Regions from separate parts of the Mus musculus genome. Here region 1 is linked to region 2. Evidence: chromatin contacts called from public promoter capture Hi-C data. All regions are on one chromosome and are shown on one strand. Each heading gives the region's core, a stretch centred on a gene start, on an enhancer-like site or on the middle of the called end of the contact. The rest is flanking DNA. Distances are from core to core; before and after follow the strand shown. Region 1 holds the start of 4933408N05Rik (RIKEN cDNA 4933408N05 gene). Region 2 holds the start of Cntnap4 (contactin associated protein-like 4).

What was found. Promoter capture Hi-C pulls out the DNA fragments that hold promoters and counts their contacts.
Region 1: a contact with region 2 is called in a promoter capture Hi-C map of hippocampal neurons, with 11 times the contacts expected there. The contact joins the promoter of 4933408N05Rik here to the promoter of Cntnap4 in region 2. A contact is called at or near these places in 3 of 39 promoter capture datasets (the C10 cell line, hippocampal neurons and pre-B cells).

Annotation. Positions count from the first base shown.
Region 1 is chr8:114,349,451-114,354,631 of GRCm38.p6, reverse strand. It overlaps 4933408N05Rik (RIKEN cDNA 4933408N05 gene), which reads left to right and starts at 3,154. Exons shown (of 3, transcript NR_045831.2): 1 at 3,154-4,238. The region is part of intron 7 of Vat1l (vesicle amine transport protein 1 like); the gene reads right to left.
Region 2 is chr8:112,567,560-112,572,250 of GRCm38.p6, reverse strand. Cntnap4 (contactin associated protein-like 4) reads right to left here and starts at 2,208. Exons shown (of 24, transcript NM_130457.2): 1 at 2,026-2,208. The coding sequence starts at 2,116. Gm26994 (predicted gene, 26994) reads left to right here and starts at 2,676. Exons shown (of 6, transcript NR_132433.1): 1 at 2,676-2,788; 2 at 3,960-4,061; 3 at 4,253-4,366.

The sequences.
Region 1 (5,181 bases), core at 1,905-4,404, 1.8 Mb before region 2:
GGTGAGATGACAGACACATGGATGAGACATTGTTCCTTCTTGGTCTAAGCATCACACCATATTGGACATCATCAGAGAGCAACAATGGTAAGTTCTTCGACTCTAGGCCAGCAGAGGAGCAACTGGATCTCAGACTGCTCTGTCAAGCATCAAGTAACTAGATTTCCACTCAGTACAGAAAGAGCCCTTCAGGATATTGTACTGTTAATTAAACTCACTCACCATCTCTGTGTGGTCCCTCAGAAGATCCTTTGGAGCCTCACCTGCCTGTGTTTGGAAGGGTCAATCTGAATGATGATGGGCGTGTGGAGGGGACTGAAGGATGGGTATCATGAATTAGGGCTAGTAGGATAACCCATAACCCCAATAATTATGATGAGACCTGCCTTACAATGATATGAGTTGAAATATAGAAGCAGAGGTGTATGATGGGAACGAAGCAGGTGGGCCTGACTCATTCTTTGGGAGGAAATAGAAGCTAGTGTGAGGCAAAGGCTCACAGGAACACACATCCTTGCATTAAAATACATAAAACAGAGCTGGGAAGATGGCTCAGCAGGCAAAGGCACTTGCTGCCAAGTTCAGTGCTGAGTTCAGTTCCTGGAACCCACACGAAGAAGGAGAGAACTGACTTTTGCGAGTTGACCTATGACCTCCATTTGCAAAGCGGTATGCACATACACGCATGTGTGTTGTGCAAGTGCACATATGTGTATTATATACACATACATTAAAATAAGTTTAAAAAATGTAAAGAAACACAAAACAGTGTTCTGCCAAGTAAAAATTTAAAAAGGCAACCAAACCAGAATAGTTACATTTGGCTATGACTATAGATAAGTAAATTATGACATATGCAAAAGATATAGATATACCTTTAAAAATGATACCCACCGGAAAACTTACCAGATTATAGCTAATTTTCATTTCCTTCATTTAAATTCTTCTACTTTTTTCTTTTTAAATCTACATTAAGGAACAGGGTCTAGAGAAAGCTTGAGGGCGGACAGCCTAGAGTCTTTCTTGGAAGATGTCAGGGCAACCCCTACATAACAGAGAGCCTGCTTCATGTCTTCTACAGGGCAGAGTCAGCCTCCTGTGCCAAGTCCTTGCCGGGGTGTCCCAGCATAGGGTGCCCTATCATAGGGACACCCCCTGCTGCAACCAATTGGTCAGATGGCTCTGTTTCACTTAAGGTCTGTTCCTCTCTCTATGGGAGCCTTCTTCAGCTTAATCCTCGAGGTCACTGTTTTTCCAGTCTCAGCTTGTCCCCGGTTCTGCTGACAGATTTGGTGATATGGTTTTGGGTGTCCAGTGTTTGGGATTTGCTGAGAATTCAGAAGCCAGTGATGTGGAACTACACATCAGCTACACCTAGAGCTAAAGGAGCATTCTATAAGAGTCAGGTGTTGGCCACAAAGCAGTGCATTTGCTGCACAGTAGAGCCGGGTGAATGAAGGAGCAGAACTGCCCTTACTTTGCATACATAGAGAATGGGAACCAGGGAGGTGAATCCGCCTATGGTTGTTGATGTGGCAGAGAGAAGAGCTGTGAGTTCAGCCTAAAACACTGATAAAATAGGTACATTTGGGGTCCAGCGAGATGGCTCAGTGGGTAAAAGTGCTTGTTGCATAGGCCTGGAAACCCAAATTCAGTTCCCCAAATTTGTCTCATGGTGGGAGGAGTTGTCTTCTGACCTTTACGTATGTAGTGCATGTGCGCGCGCGCACACACACACCATTCTCTTTCTCTTCCTTTCTCTCCTTCCCTCCCTCTCCTCTCCTTTCTTCCCTCTTTCTCTCACTTTTTCTCTTTTACACACACGTGATAATTAATAATAATAATAATAATAATAATAAATATATGCATACAGATTAATATCAATACCTGAGACTTATCTTAACTACTAGGGACTGTAAAGGAAGGAGGCATAAGTGTTCATCACTGTGGGAACAAGGGTATCAATATTCCATTACTGATGCTTTTGAATGTGATTTAAACATTCCAAAAGGTTTATAAAATGTGAGCTTCGGTCATTCTTCCCAAGCAACGACTATAACAAGGACTTGAGTACCCAAGTTCTTATCCACGCTGTCAGATTGTGATGATGATGTTATAAAGGATTTGGGCTCCTTACACAGCCAAGGCTTAGAGATGTGTTATTCCCATCTCCCCAGAGAAAGATGTGCCTTTTCCGTCAACCAGTCCACCTTGGCCAAGGTATAAACTTCAACCAGCTCTCTGCCAGGCAGCAAGCACAGATGAATGCTTGCAACAGCAGCATACCCTGGAAAAGCCTACAGGCTGGGAGAGGAGGGAGGGGGCCAACGAGACAGTCAATTCCCAGAGAGTGTGGGAAGAGCTACGTTCTCAGAATGAGTGAAGAGGCGTGGGAGCCCAGGGGAGGAAATGACTCAATTTGGAGAAAAGTGGCGTTCCGCGCTGGGGTTTCAGGAGTGGAGAGGCGTTTCCGGAAGAGAAGCTGTGTACGGTCAGACCTGAGTTCTGAAGAGGAGTAGGTGGCTCAGTCAGGGAAATGGGAGTGGGGGTGGCGCCTTGCTTCCTGGAGGGGGTGGGGGGCACCGTTGAAGCATGCAGGGGCGGCTCTGTGAGGAGTAGTGAGGTGCGGTGAGGGAATCAGGAAGACTTTCCTGAGGGCAATGTTGACAGGTGAAGAAATTCGGAGTCCAGTGAGGACAGGAAGTGAGGGATGCTTGAGGGGAGGAGCTGACAAGATCTGAGGTGTACAACTAGACCCTGTCTTTAGGATCATTTTGGGTAGTCAGACAATTCCCCCAAGTGGTGGAAAGGATTCTGCACAGTGATCTGTGTTTTGGAAGAGCCTGTCAGGGAGAGATGAAATCTGAGTAATTTGGTTTATTGCCATTTGTTTCCATTAGTGCTGGAAACAGATGGTCTCATCAGCCTTATGTTGCCCTTGTCAGCATCTGTGTGACTCCAAGGTCTAATTTTTAATTATCCCTGACCATTGGCAGGGACATGAAGGGGAAACGGGAAAGTTCCAACCCTTAAAAAAAAAAAAAGAAAAGAAAAGAAAAGAAAAGGTTTCCTTTGCATCTTTTCTGCTTGCCTATCAGTTATTTTTTCTTTTAACCACCGAGGAATATCTATTAGCCTGGGTTCTATGTTGCCATGGTATCAAGACCAAACAAACCTTAATATATAGGGAATCCAAGGGTACAGTCGAAGGAGACACTGTCTTCCAGCAACTGGGCGATGTGTTGGCAGAGCCTTGTCAGATTGAACACTGGTCCTAAACTGGGATTCATAGGTGGTCAGAGCAGACTTCGTGTAAAAGCGTGGCTGGTGGATAATAGAGCTGGTGGCCCTCTAGAGCCACGAGGAAGAGAACAGGTTTGGGAAATTTCGCACAGCCAAGAGTTTGGTAGGAATTGTTAGGAAGTCAGGCAGCAATTCCTCCAGATTAATAAGAAGCGAGCCTTAGCTACTCTAAGCAGTGTTAACAGCTGTTTGTGGGGCCTAGAGAGATTGCTTAGCAATGAAGAGTGCTTGCTGAATTTGCAAAGCATCTGAATTTGGTTCCTCACTCCAGCATCCAGTAGCTAACAACTAGCTCCAGCTCCGGCTCCAGCGGCTGCCTCTGAGGGCGTATATGTATATGTATATGTATATGTATATGTATATGTATATGTATATATACATACATATATATGTATATATACACACACATACATACACACACATATATATGTATATATATACATATATATACACATATATATACATATATATATATATACATATATATATACATATATATATACATATATATATATGGTCTATGTTTTCAGAAAGTATAGAGACAAAGGTTCTTGGGGGAAAGTGCTCTTGTGTGTGTGTGTGCGAGATGTGTCTGTGTAACAGGGTTCTGTGTTGCTCAAACTGACATTGTACTTGCATTATTGAGTGCCTGGTGTGGTGGTTTGAATAGGAATGCCCCCCCCCCCCGACTTGTGGATTTTAAAACCTGGTCACCAGGGCATGCCACCATTTGAAAGGATTAGGAGATGTTGGAGGAAGTGTGTCAATGGAGGTAGGTTCTGAGGGCTCAAGGACCCAAGTTAGGCCCAGCATCTTTTTCTTCCTACTGCCTGTGGATCTGGCTGTAGAACTCTGAGGGTCTTCTCTAGCACCACGGCTGCTTATATGTCACCACGCTACCTCCTATGACCACAATGGACTACACCTCTGAAACTGTAAGCAGGCCCCATTTAAGTGCTTTCCTTCATAAGAGTTGCCGTGGTCATGGTTTCTCTCCACAGTGGCAGAACTCTGACTAAGACACCTGGCTTTAATATTTTTTTTTTTAAAAATCACTTCTTTATAAGATGTATTTTCAGTTTTTGACTATCTTTCACACACAAAGAACTGCTTTTATTCTGATATTTTCTACATCGATTTTGTCATACTCCATTCTTATCCAGCCTTGCCATTTTCTTTCACCACCTCTATTTTGTAGAGGTCAGGTCTTCACCCCCACCCCTATTGTAGAATACTGGCCTCTGAGCAAAGCAGGCGCTGCCTTCATTGAATTGCTTGTGCCTGCTTGCAAGAGACCATCATTCCCTCAGAGAAGGGGGGGCTTTGGGCCACCACCTGAGATTCCAGATGCCCTTCTCAGCATCTGCATGTAATCCTGCCCTAACTGCACATGGTCTTTGGGGGTGGGGGACATCTCTGGGGTGCCAGAGTATACAGGATGGGGGAGGTTAATTGAAGAGGGGCTCTATCCATGGATCAGGTGGGAAGCTGAATGAATTCCCCCAGGACGTCTGCTTTGGCGTCTGTAGTGGCTATTCCTGGTTGTCTACCATCTACATCTGGAATGAACTACAATCCAGAATTGGAAGCCTCACCAGTGAGCCTAACCTGGAGGCTGGGAGATACAAGTTTCTGACCTGGATCTTAGCATGGAGATCTTGAGGCATAGTGGCTATGAATTAATCCCAGAAGATTAAGACAGGGAGATATCAAAATTCCTGAATAGAACAGCAATGGCTTGTGCTGTAAGATTGAGAATTGACAAATGGACCTCATAAAATCGCAAAGCTTCTGTAAGGCAAAAGACACTGTCAATAAGACAAAAAGGCCACCAACAGATTGGGAAAGGATCTTTACCAATCCTAAATCAGATAGGGG
Region 2 (4,691 bases), core at 959-3,458:
AATTAGGAAATGAAATCTTTTGTTCTACGTTTGCATGTCACATTGTCAAAATGCCAATAAGAAATTAACTAAAAGTCACCTTAATTTTCGGAAGCCATTGAATTATAAATTTGGACACTTGAAGAAAAGTTAACTCTTAAATAGGTCTGCTAACTAAGAATTCCAAGTTTAATGTTTAAGTGTTCTTGTTCACTTCAGTTCTAGGCTCTCCACATTTATCCAATGACTTCATAGAGAAATCGAACCCCGATGGATACAGATCCAAGGTTGAAACGGCACCCGTGGGAGGCCCAGGCAGAGCTAAGCAGACATGAGCACTGGCTTCTCCTCAAATCTCAGCTGCTCACTTTTTCCCTGGCTGAGATGAACGAGGAAGGGAAGCCTTTTAATATGGATCTTCCGGTGACACTCTGTACCACATTGCAAGCGAGCAAACAAACATCCGCAGCTCACAGCCCAATTATTCATATTAATAAACTGCAAAAAGATGTGCAGGCAAGGCATAGGGAAGACAAACTGGGTTAGGCCAGCATGAAGCTCTGCCCAACTCAAGGGAAGAGCTTGTGTGCTTCGCATCGCAACAGTGACCTCTAGTGCTCCCTCTCTGATGAACCCCTGCAGCTGCAGAAGGAATTACACCTTTGCCACAGAACTTCAACTGAGCGGGTAGGTGGGTTCAGGTCTGCTGTGTATCATCCTTGTTTGTTTATTTGCTACAGCGCTTGTCAAGGCCATCACCCACAGGACCCTCTAAGATTTTGGCTAGGTGAAACTATACATATTTTACTGATTTAATGGGATTCCCACACATTCGATTTGAAATTGAATGGGAAGCACAGTCCAGCCTAGGAGTGAAGTTCTCTCCTTTGCCTTTGCAGAGTGGCAGGTAAATTCTGACATTAAATGAGCTCCTGAAAAATCATCAGTGGGTGGACACGAGCTCGTGGCAGTGAGTTCCCTGTGCCTTTCCCTCGTGAGGACTCTACAGTTAAGGCAAAAGAGGGTCTATGGCAAAGAGAGTTACCAATGTCTTGTCTCTCAAACCTAAAGCTGTCAGTAAGGCAGGTCCCATCCATTCCTGAGCAGGACTTATAACCCTTTCTTGTAAAGCAGAGAAAGAAATAGAAAGTTGTGTGTTTGCTTGGCTGTTTTTATCATACATAAAAAGAGGAAATTCTTCTATCTAAAGAATCTAAACCAAATATAAACTTTTAAAACTTTTCCTATTTCCAATGGCAAGCTGACGAAAGAGTTGGGCCAGGGTATTTTGGATGATATTTAAATTAAGCAACGAGACCATAACAAATGTTCCTCGAATCAATGAACTCAGCACTAAGACAATCAATCACAAATACATGAAGTTGAAAATTCAACCACTAGAGAACACTACTTAAGCGGGTGGTGGGGGAGGGGGAAGTCACCTGCACATTTCCCTTTAAGGGAGATGTAGGGATGGGTACCCATCCAGGAGTGCTCTTCTGCCTGAGGACACAGCTCTCCAGTGCTGAGCTGTGCCTCCACCAGTTCTGCCTGCCCCTGCCCGCGAAGTCTGCAGTATGTCTCAGCTATTAGCCTGCACCATTTCAGAGATGCAGCCAGCCACTGCTAAATCGCAAACTTCAGAAATCTCAGCTAATGCAGCAGAATATCAAGTCTGCGGGTTGTTTTCCTGGTAGACAAATAATCCCAATGAAATTTAATGACCTCAAGACAGGCGCAATGGAAGACGTTCCCGGGCTGGTCCCCCGATTAAGATGCTAATTTAATGTTTTACTAGAAGTTGAGTCTTCTCAATGAATATTCAAAGAGAGTGAAATTCTGCTAGTAAAAAAAAAAAAATCCAAATAACATATTGCATATTTTGACCAGACCAAGAGGAACCCGATCATATTTGCACAATTTCCCTGTAGTGCTTTTCCTAGCCCCGCAGCGATTCCAGTTGAAAAGATTAATCGTGAAAACAACAGAATCAAAGTTTTGCGCGGAGCCCCCCTGCAAGTTTTAAATCATTTGCTGTGTACTTACATGAATTCCCAGCTTCCACTCTGTTCCAATTTTGAGTAGACAACAGAAGTAACATCTTGAGAACAGCTCCAGCGACAGATCCCATATTCATAATTTTTGAGCTCCCCAAAATATCTCGAGTGGCTCTCAGAGCGCTGGAGACAGGTTCTCCTCAGTCCTTCACCCAGCACTGACTGGGTCTTCAGTATCTCTAGCTCTCTGGATCTCTTTCCTCCCCCTCCCTCCTCTCACGCGCGCGCTCTCTCCTCCTCCTCTCCCTCCTCCCTCCTCCCTTGCTCCTCCTTCCTTCTCTCTCTCCCTCTCCTCTCTCTCTTTCTCTCTCTCTTTCTTCCCCACCCTCCTTCTCCCCTGCCCTCAGTACTGGTTCCTCACAGAAAAGCAACCAGCTTCTGTCCTAACAAGCTTACACACTGCTGCCGAGGCCACGCCCACTCCTCGCACCGGTCTTAGAAATTTGCCCCAGCATCCTTCCTCCTCCAAAAAGCACAGCAGCAGCCAGCAGCTTTCTGAGCTCCGCAGCGGCTGCAGGTGATGGAAGCTGGACCTGGAGGCGCTGCCCGCTGCCCGCTGCTCCTGGCCTCCTCGGGGCTCCCTCCCCTCCCCTCTATTCTCCAATAAGCTTTAACCCATTTTGTGCCCTGCCACCCTTTGGGGTGAGGAAAGCAGCCAGGCAAGGAAGCCTTCTGATTTTCCGCAGGTCTTGTATTTGGCAGTACCAACCAACATAGTGAGCTATTTCCTGATTGCCCGGGAGTGTATCCAGGTAAAACTGCATTATGTTTCAAAACAAAAGCATAAAATAAGACAGAAATAACGAAGCAAGCGTTGGTGAATTGTAGCTAAAACTGTCCTCCGGGAAAACGCGTGCTGTTTTTCTCTGTTTCTATAAAACTATTGCCTTGTGCTCCGGTGCCAGGATTTTATTACGGAAATTCCTCACATGGGAACAGACATTCCTGCTTGGCAGATATTTAAAAATCATCTGATAATAGTCTGCGAGAAATTAACATTTCTTATTTTAGTTGGTGCTTCAGGAATACAAATCCACCCATGAAGAGTTCTCTGAGTAGACTGAGTTTTATGAAAGCATCCTTCTGGAAATAGGCAGCATTCCATAATCATGTTTCTTAATAGTAATTCCCAGAGGGCCCAAAATGGAAAATTATGGAATACTGAAAAAGGGAACCCCCTCCCATATGTGTGTGCGTGCACACACACGTGAGTGCACACACAGGTACACACTCACGCGCACACATTCACACACTGACAGGAATACATACTCACTTATACACACTCACAGGCACACATGCATGCACATATACATGTGCACACACATGCATACACTCACACACATATGCACACACTTATACATACTCACAGACATACAAATGGGTGCAACACACACTCAGAAAATCAACAACTACAGAGAATATTCTTCCAGTGGCCACTCCCTGGGCACTATTGCTTGTGTAGAATATTAAAGCACTCAAATGATAAAGTTAAGACCCCATACAGAGCGGCACATCACATGGTGTCAGAGAGGGTAAATCATCTCTTTAAAATAAATGTCAAGACGTCTTCCTGCTGATTTCCTGGGCGTCATCAAGGCAGGAATCCAGGAGCTCTCAAGCAACATCTTGGTGTTTGGAACCAGAGGCAGCCTTGCTGGGCTATGAAAAAGGGGGTGGGGTGAGAGAACCATCCATAAACAAAGCATAATTATTTAGCTCTTGACTTCAAACAAAGCCAAATGGATAGTTTTGTTTTTCCTATTTTGCAGGTGGAAAACCAAGAACAGAGAAGAGAATGATGTGCAGGATCATTGAGTTAGGAAGGAAAGAGGAAGCTAGACTGAGTTTTGTTTTTGTTTTGTTTGTTTTGTTTTGTTTTTTGGGGGGCTAGGGGGGCTCTGATTCTACCAATTTCATCCTCAGCCTTGCTGCCCCCATATCAGGGTTCACAGTACCCAGACTAACTCCTGCAACAACAACAAAAAAAAAACCCAGTCCTTCAAACCAGCATCAGTGAAAAGAAAGGTAAGGTCTAGATGTTTGCTGTGCTCCTACACCTAAATGCCTGGCTTTTGCTTTCTGGTCATAAAATATCAAGGAAAAACAGCTATGCATTAACGATCTATATTAGTAAGTATTGGGGGGCAGTGATTTCATTGCACACAAGCTATCTGCCACCTATTATCTAATTAAATTCTCAAATCAATATTTTGAAGGAAATGTGCTGTGCCTACAGAAGGGAGAGACTGGACCTTCTAGCCCTCAGTGAGACTGAGCCCTCAGTGAGACTGAGCTGTCCAGGGTACTAAAAAAAAGAAAGATGGAAAAACGTGAGTACAAAGGAAACATTGGGGAATGTAGTACAGTTGATAAAGTACTTACCTAGAAGGCACAGAGTCCTAGGTTTGACCACCCACACTATATAAACTATGTATGGTGGTACATGCCTGTAATCCCAGCAGTTGGGAGATTGAGATAGAAGGATGAGAAAGTCAAGATCACCCTCAGCCACATAGCAACTTTGAAGTGATTCTAGGCTATTTAAGACTGTCTCAACAAGGAGGAAAGGAAGGAAGGAAGGAAGGAAGGAAGGAAGGAAGGAAGGGAGGGAGGGAGGGAGGGAGGGAGGGAGGGAGGGAGGGAGGGAGGGAGGAA